2 separate regions of the Mus musculus genome follow, and region 1 is linked to region 2. Evidence: chromatin contacts called from public Hi-C data. All regions are on one chromosome and are shown on one strand. The core of a region is the stretch at or near the end of the contact, and the rest is flanking DNA. Distances in the headings are between cores, read along the strand shown.

Region 1 (6,233 bases), core at 2,187-4,686, 160 kb after region 2:
CTTCAAGCTTGCAGCACGAGCTCTCCTGGCTCGCTCTGTATCAGGCTTTTGTTTTGGTATGCGTGATTAAGACTTTGGCTGAAGAAACCAAACATAAGGTTCAATCCAATTTAGTTCCTGCTCCAAGCGACTCTCCTTATTTGTTCAAGAATTTCAGACTGATTCTCCCCCCAACCCCCACACACACTTATTCTGATCACTCATCCTTCATATATTTCTTGGACAATAGGCACCCAGGGACTCGGATTTGATTTACAATATGTACTGTTAGAGAATAGTCTGTGTTGGTTCAGCCATTCTTAATAGGGGCAAGTTAGATGGCTGGTATTTCAAGGGAACAAGCTTTTTATGTCAAAGAACCACATACAACACAGATATGTTCCTGTCTGGAAGACAGAAAAGTCATTTAGACTGTGCTTGTCACAGTTTCAACAGGGACCAACACTGCTGACCCTTCTGATAACCTTGGGTCCTTGTAAAAGTCCTTAGATTGGTCTATACTTCACTTTGCATAGCTAAACCAGGATGCTAGAATCTCAGTTTGTGGCCTTGGCTCCAACACCAGCATTGCAGAGAATGAAAGCAACAATACATACCTATAGTCCCAGAGCCTGGGAGGTGGAGGCCAGAAGATCAGAAATTCAAAGTTCTCGGCTATGTAACAAGTCGCGAGGCCAGCCTGGGATTCATGAGACCTTATCTCAGAACCACTGTTTCCCCCCCACAAACAGAAATTCTATTATGTATTAAACTCAGCAATCCATTTTTGGAGAATCATAAAATCATGGAACTGAGAAACAAATCCAATCCTTTGGTGGGAGTTCTGTCCCCACATGTTAAATGATTTTCTCAGAAGCACTGGTGACTGTGTGTAGATGAATGCTAATATACTTAGACTTGACAAAAGTCACTCGACTAGTGAGTCATACGCCAAAGACGTGAATACAAATATGCCATCGTCTCCAGATTTTGAGTAAGAAAAAATAACGATGTATTTTTAAATTATTTTGACAAAGACTCATAATAACAGACTAATAAAATGTTAGTTCACCAAGAGAGCCTAGAAACGACCTACTCCAAAGGCTTCATTTCCAGATGCAAAGGCTGACCTTCAACTGGCCACACCCAGACTCAGCCTTGTGGTTTCCACTTGACAACCCTCATCACAGACACCTTCACCCACTTTTGCATGAATTTTAAATATTGCTGTGTTTCAGACAGCATGGGAGAAAAGGGAGGGAGGAGGGGAGAGGGGAGAGGGGAGAGGGAGAGGATTATTAAAGGGGTGGGTTTACTTCCTTAACTAATAGTCTTCAGCTTTAAAGCCCGACTCTTTCTAACTGTTCTGTCATTCAAGGTAGTACTGAGTAGTACGGCAGTAAGAAAGAGGAGCCTGCTGAAGGGAGAGATCTCCAGGGCTTCCAGACTACATAGACCAACTGAAGCAGACATGACAGGAGAGTTAGTAATGTGAAGAAGAGGAAAAAGTCCTTTGTTTACTTTGTGGAATGATCTCGTATCGCTGGGTTGAGGTACTGTTCTTGAGGGGCAGAGGCCATGTTCATGTGTGACAGTCTCTTGGGTTGGGAGTATGGAAAAGATCCTTCTCTACTTAATACACTCTTAGGGTCTCTCTACTTCTCTCTCTCTCTCTCTCTCTCTCTCTCTCTCTCTCTCTCTCTCTCTCTCTCTCTGGTGATTTAGAAGGAGGACAGAAAAGATAAACAGATGAATACAGCGTAGACCAGGAAGCTTTGCTGATGACTTCTGCCAATAGTTATTAAGAAGTACACACAACAGAAGCCATTTTTGATCTGGTATGGTATACATGAGTGTGTGTGCACACAAGCAAGTATGTATGTGTGCACATAACAAACATTGTTTGACCATGAATGATCTTCCACGATGCTATCTCTTCACACTGACACACACTCTTCTGTAAGCTGTTGCCTTTTGTCCTCAGTAAGTTTTTAGTGAGCCTAGACTGTTGGGTTGGATCCCACTTAACCATTCAAAGGCTTTGTACTTAAGCTGATATTTTAAAAAAAAAAGTTTTCCGAGGACACTGTGGCGGCGGTGGGAATGCTGTGTTTCGCACACACTCTGGCTGTTTGCGTGAATGTTAATCCTGCAGATGGACGAGATCTCCCAGGGTTCCAGACTGGATGAAAGAACAGAGACACATGGCCAGAGAGTAAATAACAAAGCGAGGAAGAGGAAAAAGCACTTCGTTTTCTTCTGCCTGGAAAATAAATATGCAGACGTTTAAAAATCAATGACAGATGTAGACTATTTTTACAGTTAATAGCCATGGAGATAGTTGAGAAAACAAATAAACAAACAGAACCAAATTGCATCTGGAAACATTTTCAGTGGAGGCCCAGTGAAGATGGAGTTGGATGATACATCCGGAGAGGAGCTGGGCGAGAATAGCTCTGAAGCTCAGGAGGAGATATTTTTGTTTTGCTGCGTGCCCAGAGAGAAGAAATAAAAAGCTAGTGTGAAGGCTGATACATGAATCCCCTGGCTTGGTGCTCCATCATACACAGCCTCTATTTATAGGACCATGAAGTGGCCATGAATCCTGGAGAGCTCTAGTATAGCAGTTTCCGGGGAATGGAAGAAGGAAGGAGTTGTCTTTTGAGAACATGTGTCATAGATTGTAAGTATCATTTTAGTTCATATCCAGAAGTTAGACAAACGGCTACAGCTGGCTTCAAAAACACTAGGAGGTAAGAGTGTTTCAGATGGCCCAATTCCTGACTAAACTCCCATTACTGTAGAAAATCACAGACCAGGCAGGAACGACTATTGGGTTTCAACCACAGATGACTCTCACTCCTGTCTCCCTGAAGCCTTGTAAGTCTATAATTTTCAGTCCAGTACGAGCACGTCTTCAATGGAACCTATTCTTCAGACTCACTTCCGAGTTGCACAAACACCTCTTAGTGCCACGGTTGCGGGTGCGAACTAAGGATGTTGGGAGAAGAGGAAAGCCAAGTGGATTTGAACTTGGCTGGCTTCACTGAAGTGCCACAGTTACACTGTGTGATCTCACCAGGACCCATGTGTCTCACAGTGAGAAATTCACAGTTGCAAAACAAACTCCCTCTGGCACTGGAACTTAGGGAGTGGAGGCCAGATTAATTTCAAACTTCGAAACGCTTGGGACCACAGTCCCTGCTTCATGGTCTCCTGAGGTTTGCTCTTTCTGGAGTTTTAATAGGTGTCTTTAGCCCAGCAGGGGAGACTTGGCAAACCTGAGGCAGACTCCTTCCAGAAGCTTCCTGATCCTCTGGACAGGGGCCAAATTTGTCAGTGGGAAATAATCTTTAGAGGTATCATGAACTAAACTGTTTTGCCATGCTCTGAGCACTGGCTCTCAGTAATGAAAACGTAGGCTTGCAAACAGGGCATGGAACTGTCTCTCGAAATGGTTAGCAGGTGGCAGCGCCTGAGGCAAGACTTTGTGGAGCTCTTTAGAAACCTTCAGTGGACTTAGGCACACTGGGAAAAAGTGAGTCAAGACAGAGGCATGCCCGAGCTCTCATAGGAACGTGTTGAGGTAATTTCCCCCTGTGATCCTGTCTGTGTGGTTAAACAGGAGGCTGCATCTTGAGTTGCCTGTAGAGATGACACTTTTAACAGACACTCTTCAATCTAAATAGTCCTTACATTAGGGGTCTTTCCTGTTCTTCAATTACTGTTTCTAGACGCTTTAAACATGATCTATAGGTTTCACTGACAGAGGTGTGTGTGTGTGTGTGTGTGTGTGTGTGTGTGTGTGACCCAGGGTGGAAGCAGGAAAGATGGACAGGAACACACAGGACACAGGTCACCTCAACCCTGCTGCAGAACAGGATTGAAGTACGTGGGCAGACTTGTTCCTGCCTTTACCTCAAAGACATGCAGCCACTTTCTGTTTGGCTCAGGACTTGCACTGTGACCTAAGGTTGTCGTCAGGTCTTCTTGTACATGGGAGACTGGGAAGACAGTGTTAGCTCTAAGATGTTAAGCAGTTTTCTGAGGGTTGAAAAGTTTGCCCTTCTCTTGTTGTGCAAGCTCCATCCCTTGGCCTTAGCAGCTACAGCTGTTAAGTCACTTTCCAGAGCCCTAACTCTCCATGACTGTTTTACAGCCTAGGATGGAGGAAAAAGAGACAAGCAACTAAGGACAGCACAGTGCCTCCTAAATGTTCCCTCACTGAGAAGAAACCCTGAAAAACAAGGCCACAAGAAAGTCACTGTTTCTGGGGACTACCTGCTCTACAGGATGTGAGCAGGGGCATGTGGGTACCTCAGATGCACTCTCTCCTCTTGGTCCTCTTGGTCCATGGCTTTCTCAGCAGTGCAGGGCTCTGCTGTCTGCACGTTTTCAGTGGACAAGGCTCATCTGGTCCTTACTCTGTGACCAGTTGCAGCTGAGCCCAGCTGGCTACAGCTGTGTGGGAGCTGTCTGAGAATGCCACTAGTCATGGAAGGTGTTTAATATTTGTAAGGGGAGTAAAAGGCTTGGTGCCAGGCTCAGCTAGCCACTGGAGCTTTCTATCTGCAATCTGCTGGTCACTGAGGGTCACTTGTGTGGAGTCATAGTGAAAGAAGACCATGCCCTACCGTGATGTGGCTACAGCTGGGCCTTGGTCCCCCAGAGATGAATGTGTGAACCGTTCTCACGGAGGCTTGTCATGACTTCTCCTGAGAGCCATCTCAGTAAGGCCCTCAGCTCTTCATTTATTTTGGAGTAAATTGTGGACAGGTTAGATAATGTGATTGATTGTGAGAGTTGTCTCTTGGTAAGGAATACTCCTCCTTATGGTGTGTGTGTGTGTGTGTGTGTGTGTGTGTGTGTGTGTGTGTGTGTGTGTGTGTAACTCTCACTGTATTATGTCTCTGGAGCAGCCTGAGATCAGGAAGAAGTGAGATACTCAGGGAAAAGGGCACAGGTTGGCAGGAATGGCTGAAGGATGTTTGGCTGAAGATAGATGAAGGGGGGGAGGTTGGTTCATGATGTTCACGCTTGTGTGTGTGTGTGTGTGTGTGTGTGTTTGTGTGTGTGTGCGTGTGTGTTTGTAGGTCAGAAGAGTGGGTTATCTCCTTCCATCATGTAGATCCTGGGAATTAAATTCAGGCTGTCAGTCTTGGTGCTGGTGCAGTTACCCATAGAGTCATCGCCAACCCTATTGTAACAAGTGTGTTATGCTTAATCCTGATTACAGCCGTGCCTGACTTCTGTGGATCAAAGACCAGGAAATCTATTGCCACAAGACTTGAGAAACTGGGAAACAAATTACCGTTTGAACTTACAATGTTTAATTACACCAAGTTTATCACCAAACTTCATTTACATGCTTGGTGAACACAGTCCATGACCTCTGGTAACTGTTTAATAGTGGAGATCTAACTCTAACAGGTACCATTTATTACAGACAAACTATGTGCCTATTGCTGTTAGGCACACATGCTAGTGGCTTCTTTCAGTTGAACCTTTGTCTTATTAAAGGATGCTAAAAATGGCCTATTCATATAACATAAACAGGACCTTCTGTATGTTTCTACCTACTTATTAACTTCTCATAAAGTCTAATTTCCTGGCACATATTTCTCTTGAGATTTTATAAAATATGACTACTATGGGTCAAGCATTTTTTTCTTATGAAGCAGAGAGAAAAAATAAAATTAATATTGTCTTTCTTCTTTTCCTCTAGATGCAGCTGCAAAGAGTGAGTGAGACACATGCGCAGAGCCCTGGATGGAAGCATGTCAGCAGCTCAGGTCCCATCACCAAGGGGCCTGGCTTAATGTCACATTTTCTTTAATCTCCGTAGCCCATAGACTTGATTGGCTCTCGACATTATACTTCCTTCTGTTTTGATATTAAACCTACCACACTTGATGTGGGTCAGGGCTTTTGTTCTTGACGTTGTATTTTCCACATTTCCAAACTCTCCTGATCTAGAACACAAAGGCAGTTAATAGTAACAAATGCCAGACTAGCTAACAGAGATGGGCCCATTAGATGTTACTCAGAGCCTCATATCTGAAGTATCGGCCATGTTATTTAGTTTGATCATCGCTGAGATCAAGTGCTTGACACAAACTTTCTGGGGGAGGAGAGGTTTATTTTGCTTAGCCTCACGGTGGGGACAATGTGTGCCAGTGACTGAACTCAGGTCTCCAAGGCTTGCATGACAAGCACCTTTATCTGCTGAGCCATTTTGCTGTACCCGAAAATTA
Region 2 (6,821 bases), core at 3,137-5,636:
AGCTAGTTTGCCTTGTTGAGGAAATTTCCCTAGGGTAAGAGAGCTGGGCATCCCCAGAGACTAGTGTTGAGTTTCTGCACCCAAAGGGATTATAATCTTGGCTGCCTGTCCTTCATTTCTAGAAACAAGTATTTTGTTCAATTTTATGATAATTTTCAAAGAAAGAGGGCTACTTTGGTTCAGGTACACTATAGTGGTTGGGAGCTCCTAAGGGTTTTACATTGAAGATGAAGAGGAGAAGGAGTGGAGAGAAATGAGGGGAGGGAGGGAAGAGACAGAAACAGACACAGACAGTAGAGAAAGCACCTGGACCTTGGACCTTGATGCTTACTAAAGGTTGAATAACCTAAAAAGTGTCCCTTGAGAAGTTTACCCATTTGAGCTTATATCTAATGTTTACAGTTTCATAATATTAATAATGATTATCTCCTATTATTGAACATTTGTAGTTCATTTAAGATTTGAACTTTTCAAAAACAGTTACTTCACTAGGATGCCGTTTAAATTTAAATAATGTACTCTCCAGGCTATTTTGGCTGTTGTCCTTATTAATTGGTTTAGAAATATCTCAAGAAGAAAAGTAACTATTTTTGATGGAACAGTTTGTTTCAATTTATCCATACTAAGAAAACAACCACACTTTAATGCAATTTCATAGGATATTATTAGAGGGTAAAAAGAGTGGTTTGTAGTTTGCATGTGTTTCCCCCCTGGAAGCTGTCAATGTCTGTGGACAGACCGAGGCTGCTGTACTGTATTTCGTTATGAATATGACAGTGCTTGGGGTTGGGAAGGCTGCTCAGCAGGTTAAGTGCTTGCTATGCAAGCATGAAAATCTGACTGTGGATCCCCAGCCTGGTCCGGTATGTGTGGAACCCCAGCACTAAGTATGGGAACAGAGATAGGCAAATCCCTGGAGCTCATCGGCTAGCTAGGCTGGTGGAGTCTGTCAAGTTCAGTGAGAAACCCTGTCTCAAAAAACAAGATGGAGGATGAGGAAGGACAACACTTAGTCCTCATGCTGACCTCTGGCCTATACACACACACACACACACACACACACACACACACACACACACACACACACACACATTCATACACACACACCTGTACACACATGTGCTTACATGCACACGCACATGCATGAGCACACACACTCACACTCTTGCACATACATACATATATGTATACACCTCTGCACATACACACATGCATGTGCACACACACTTGAACACACACATACATACGCATACATAGTCATACAAACACACACACACACACAGAATGGCAGACTATGGAAGTGCTGTATGTTTTGGAACTGAGTAAGCTGATGTTCTCTCATCAGATGAAGTTCCCATTGCCCCTGGGGAGGTAGACATGAGAGGCATAGGAATCCAGCCTCTCCTGCCCCTACCTCCTCCAGTCTTTCCCGTTTTTTAAAGAGAACTGAAGCCCTAGTACAACTTCTTGCTGTGGATCTAGTGTGAAATATTGTTAATAGTAATAATAAAAACAACTGCCTAACTTCCATCTCCCACACAGTTGTTTCCCAGTCTCTTTAGAAGATGTGCTAGGGAAAGGCAGCTCCGCCATACATTTCCCCAAGGCAAGCATTGCCTCCGGACACCTAACTACAGCCCGTGGATAATCAGACTTGCCCATGAGGACCAAGTTGGAGCATACCATCCTTGCTAGCCAGGGACAGGAAGAGCTTGCTTGCAGATGCTCAGGCTGCTCAGGTGGGATGGAACGTGGTATCTGCCCATAGAAGACTCCCTGAAGCACTCCTGCCTCTCCATGTAAAGGGGGAGGGAACGCTGTGTTTTCCGAGTATCACTCGGGAAAGTGGCTTAACACAACAGTGAGGAAGAAAAGTAAGAACACCACAATATACAGTTAGAATTAGAACTCCGAGGGCTACCAAGATGGTTCCACAGGTGAAGACGATTGCCACCAAACCTGATAACCTGAGTTCAGAGGCAGTTGAGATGCTCGGCCAAGCAGTGTTTTCAATTTTAGGTTCCCTCTGCCCCTGAGTTAGGCATGTTTACATATGTATCGTGAGGTGTCTTGGGAATGGGATCCGAGCCTAGGCAGTCCTGTATCTCTCTGTTTACCTCCTCCATGCAGCCTGGACACGTTCTGATAGACTATACTGTGTGTAGTTTGATAGTCTACCACCGAGACAGCTGAGGAATCTGACCCATGTCACCTGGTGCAGGTGCTCAGGACAGTTCTGATTTTGGAGCTTTTAGGACTTCAGTTGCAGATCTGGACCGGGTAATTTGCACTGTCATTCCCACTTTGCCCATAAGGAAGCCAGTGCTTCCGAAGAAGAAGAAGGAGGAGGAGGAGGAGGAGGAGGAGGAGGAGGGAGAGGAGGAAGAGGAGGAAGGAGGAAGAAGGAAGAAGAAGGAAGAAGGAGGAAGAAGGAGGAAGAAGGAGGAGGAAGGAGGAAGAAGGAGGAAGAAGGAGGAAGAAGGAAGAAGAAGGAAGAAGGAGGAGGAAGAAGGAGGAAGAAGGAGGAAGAAGGAGGAAGAAGGAGGAAGAAGGAAGAAGAAGGAAGAAGAAAGAAGAGGAGCGTGTTCTGGGAGTCTGACTCCAGATGACCTTCAAGTCAAAGCTTGTGATTTCAAATGCTTCTGCAGTATCGGGTGTAGCTTCAATGGGAGAACCTGTCTGTCTGTCTGTCTGTCTGTCTATCTGTCTGTCTGTCTATCTCTTTCCCCCACTTCCATAAAATGCCACCTTAGGGCATACCTGGCCACCAGTGAGGAAAACCACTCTTCAAGCTGAGCTAGAAGTGACCAGAAGATTAATGACAATCGTGCATGACAGCAGTCTAGGGGAAAAAAAAAAAAAAAAAAAAAAAAAGCAGACTCCTGGAGACACAGTGTCTGTGTAGACTTCCAAATAAAAGCAGTAGGAAGCTTTTGGCTCGCTTCAGGAGCTGAGACGTGAGGATGAGAGCCACAAATGCCAGCTGAGGGGAAAACTGACTATGTTGCTCAGAAGCTGGGGACATGCCACCTCTACCATGAAGCGAGGGTGAGGGGTACAGGAGCATCAGCGAGCAGTGAGGACCCCGTGCCCTCGCTCATAATTGTTGCTGCTCTCTTCAGTGGTCACAGTCCCCAGATGTAACAAATATGGCCTTCGAGAAAGAAGAGGTTAGAAGTTCACTGATAAGCCCTCCTTATTTGGTAGTGATTGGTCTGAGATCAATCTAACCCCTCCTTTAAATGACCCTGGGATTGTTGACTTTTGTGATGTAACCGTAAGGGGCACGATGTTAAATTGTCATGTGCTGTTTGAACTCACCAAGAAGATGAGCCTGGAGGTGGGGTTGCCAGCCCCATTTCATACCTAAACAGATTTGTCTCAAAGTGCCCACCCCCAAGGTCTGGAGATTGGCTGCCTTCTGAGTCTGTGATAGAGAGAAAATCGACAAACAGCTCAGGAATGAAAACACTGTCCCTGAGAACAACTAGAAGAGAGGATGCGATTGTTTATCCCCCTAATATAAAAATGTCTGTAGTGGGGAGGAACAGCCGGAAGTTCAACAGTGCGAGAAAGATCACTGGGAGAAGGAACGTTAGCGGACCCCTTGACTTACCCGGTGTAATTCTGCTGGGTGTTTTGAGCAGTCAATTAGCCAATGTTTGCTCACCCACTCAATCTCTTTCTGATTCTTTCCCTTCCTCCCTCCCTCTCTCTCCCTCCCTCTTTTCTTTTGACTTGTATACTTAAAAAACATACCCATTCAAACCTCAAAATATGGCTAATGTAGATAGATCACTCTCTGGATTGTACAAAAGCAATGGCTTTTTAAAGGTTTTTATGGTGTGGACTGAATTTGTCTTATCATACCAAGACAAGGGAAAGGCTGATTTGGCTCTAACCTGAGGCATGCTCCTTAGTAGCTTTTAGGGAGTGAAGGTCTGATTCTCTTTTGTTTGGAATCTAAGTCTTAACAATGTAACCCTAGGGGCCCGGAACTCAGGATGTGGTCCAGTTGGCCGGGCACTCATGACCCTCCTGCATTTGACTCCTGGGTGCTGAACTTGCAGATCATCGCTACTTTGTGGTGTTGCTAAGGGTGGGGATGCTAACCAGACAAGGTCGTGTCTTTATCCTTTATTCTTTCAGTCTCGTATTTGCTCATCCTCGCTGGGATTTCTTTCCTCCAAGTTGGCTTAAGAATCACAATTAGAGACAGGAGTGAGGACAAGGTGGGCTTGCTTGCAGCAGAGGGAGCTTCCCTGTCACACTGGGGACGTAGGAGCCACAAGGCTCCACTTTGATGTGGGTCAGTGCCCTGCACCGAATGCAGAGAGAGCTGGGGGCAGGGCGTGGTAATGGATTCCAGAGAGGGTTGTGCAAGGCAGGCGCACTGCCAACCCAGCGTGGACAAACATTCTCACCCTGGCTGTCTCCCGAAGGAAGGTTCGTGCAGCTTGTGTGGGGCATTCCTGAAAGACGGGCGCATTTGTTTGACTTACATAACGTCTTACATCAGAGGACTAAAGCCGCCCTTCCGGCTCGTGTCCTGTTGAACCGGATCCAACCGAAACTTCTTTCCGTTCCATAGGCAGAAACCTGATTACCTGTGTAAGTGCTGCTTGCCGGTCGGCAGAGTTGCCCGCCCTCTGCCCTCCTCTCAGGCATCTTGGTGACATCGCTCCTTCCTCTTAGAATTTCACCCATTCGTCAAGTCCTTAAAAGGACTTGTTCAGAACTCGTCCATCAGAGACTTCTCCCGCATAGTCTTATTACACTGAGCATGCATTAAGTGTGTATAGCTTTGGGGCAGAGGAGATGCCAGGAGATTGTAGAACTGCAAAGGCACTTGGGGATTATCACGGTATGCATAAAGGGACTGCAGCTTTCAGCAAGCACTCTCATTCACGCTGTGCAGGCAGCAGTACTTGGTTTGACTTGTGTTTCCTGACACGGCTTTGGTCCTAAGTTCTTTCCTCTGTCCAAACTTAACCACGCATCAGAGGATGACCTTGAACATGTGATCTTGCTTCCCTTCCGAGTGCTGGACATCCAGTCAGCACTAAGCCAGGTTTAATGCCTTGATTATTAATTATTATTATTTTAAGTTTTAAGTCCACAACAGGAGTTGCCCTAAATCACTGAAACTAAATCTACTCCAGAAGGTCACTATTCCCTACTTGAACCTCTCAGTGCTTTTTGTGCTCTGACCCCCACCTGAAGACCAAAGCAGACCTGGGGAACTTTACACAAGCTCCACAGCGGTCATAGAGGGCATAGCACCAACTTTGTGAAGGGTCGCTGGTGGATAACAGCACAGGACTCAGAGAGGAAGGACTTCTGTCCAAGAGTTCCTTCAATTACAGGACACCAGGGACAGCGGCCTTTGCTTTTACATCCTCCTTCATATCTGCTACTAAGATGGGCCCAGGTACAGGGGAAGGGAGACAAAAGGGAGGGAGGGACAGAGAAAGGGAAGGCGTGTGACACATTGGTGGTGTGTTTGAGATGGAGGGTCCTGCGGAGTCACTCCATGCAGCAGAGGCAAGGTGAGAGGACATGGATGGTCCTTAGGGAGCAGCACGGTGGCTCCTACTCCAGAGAAGGCAGACTCTCAGCGTTATAGAAGATGCAGTCAATGCCCCTGCAGTCTTGACACCCTGACTGGAGAAGTCTGGCCATCCTAGTTAGCTTTCCCTGTCAACTTGGCACAGCCTGGATTTACCAGAGAAGGGACCCATCAATCGTGAGATCACATTGGCCAGTGAGATCACGGATAGGAAGCTGTCCTGACTGTTGAGTGATGTAGGAGTGCTCAGCCCACTGTGGGTGGTACCATCCCTAGACTGGTGGTCCCAGGCTATGTAAGAAAGCCAGCTGAATGTGAGCCCGAGAACAAGTCATCAAGCAGAGTCCCTTCATGGTTCCTGCTTCAAGTTCTTGTTTGAGTGCCTGCCCTGACCTCCCTCAGTAATGGGCTGTGTCCTGGAAGTGTAAGACAAATAAACCTTCGCTCCTTTGGTCAGTGTTTTCTCACAATAGAAAGAAAAGCAGACCATCCTGGAAAGGAAGCTTTGGACATATGAGGCCCTATTGTCTTCCCCAGTCTCTCTCCCACAGTTCCTATCTCAGCCAATCAATCATTCACTCACCCCCTCCACACCCCCTCCAGCCTCCCATTATCTGTGAGTACAGTTAGAAGGCTTGTCAGAGACCGGAGCTAACACACAGTGGGAAAAGCCAGACGTGGAAAATTTTGAGTAAAAATCCTCAGGAAAAATACAATAAAATGTTCCTAAAAGTTAAAATTAATCACTTGGAGTTGTGTGGCTTGTATTTTTAAGTTAAAAATGAAGTTTCAAGGTGTGGCCCCTTATAATATTCATGGGACTGGCTATAAAATATTGCCATTATTTTTTGAAATTTTCTATTTCAAATGGTGTTGGATTTTTTTTTTAATGGTATTCTGAAGTAAGGACTGTAATGTCAGCCAGGACCATTCAGTCAGCCTTTCCACTTGTAAATGGGAATTTAAGATACCTGCTAAGAGATACAGATTCATTTTCGGTTACTGGAGATGCCAACAAAAATGTGATTATAAAACTAAGATGTATTATTTTTTATAAGAGCAGAATAGTTGCAAATAACTAGCTAGCCTGATATTGTAAAGAATAATTGGCTGGAATTCTTGGGACTTAATATGAGGCTGAGAAGCCCTTTCTCTGTGAAGTCTGGCTTCTTTTTACAGTAGGAACAGTCATTTGAAACCACAGAGATGGGGACTTTTTACCTGAGTGTGGCTATCTGTAGGGGCTAGGTAG

Evidence for each region. Hi-C and Micro-C count contacts between places; a contact is called where the count stands out from the background.
Region 1: a contact with region 2 is called in a Hi-C map of uterus, with 2.2 times the contacts expected there. The contact joins two enhancer-like sites. A contact is called at or near these places in 3 of 484 Hi-C or Micro-C datasets (CD4 T cells, group 2 innate lymphoid cells and uterus) and 1 of 115 datasets of contacts at active chromatin or transcription factors (Th17 cells).

The regions. Positions count from the first base shown.
Region 1 is chr3:37,842,400-37,848,632 of GRCm38.p6, forward strand. It overlaps 4930556A17Rik (a long non-coding RNA gene), which reads left to right. Exons shown (of 3, transcript XR_880780.3): 3 at 5,705-5,901. Among named protein-coding and RNA genes, the nearest start is that of 4930556A17Rik, 17 kb to the left of the region's middle. Within about 2 kb of position 3,437, at least 87 of the 459 cell types and tissues checked have an H3K27ac peak or open chromatin away from gene starts, as enhancers often do. A contact at or near this core is called in Th17 cells and uterus, where this site is marked.
Region 2 is chr3:37,682,910-37,689,730 of GRCm38.p6, forward strand. No RefSeq gene overlaps it. Among named protein-coding and RNA genes, the nearest start is that of Gm42211, 8.6 kb to the right of the region's middle. Within about 2 kb of position 4,387, at least 140 of the 459 cell types and tissues checked have an H3K27ac peak or open chromatin away from gene starts, as enhancers often do. A contact at or near this core is called in Th17 cells and uterus, where this site is marked.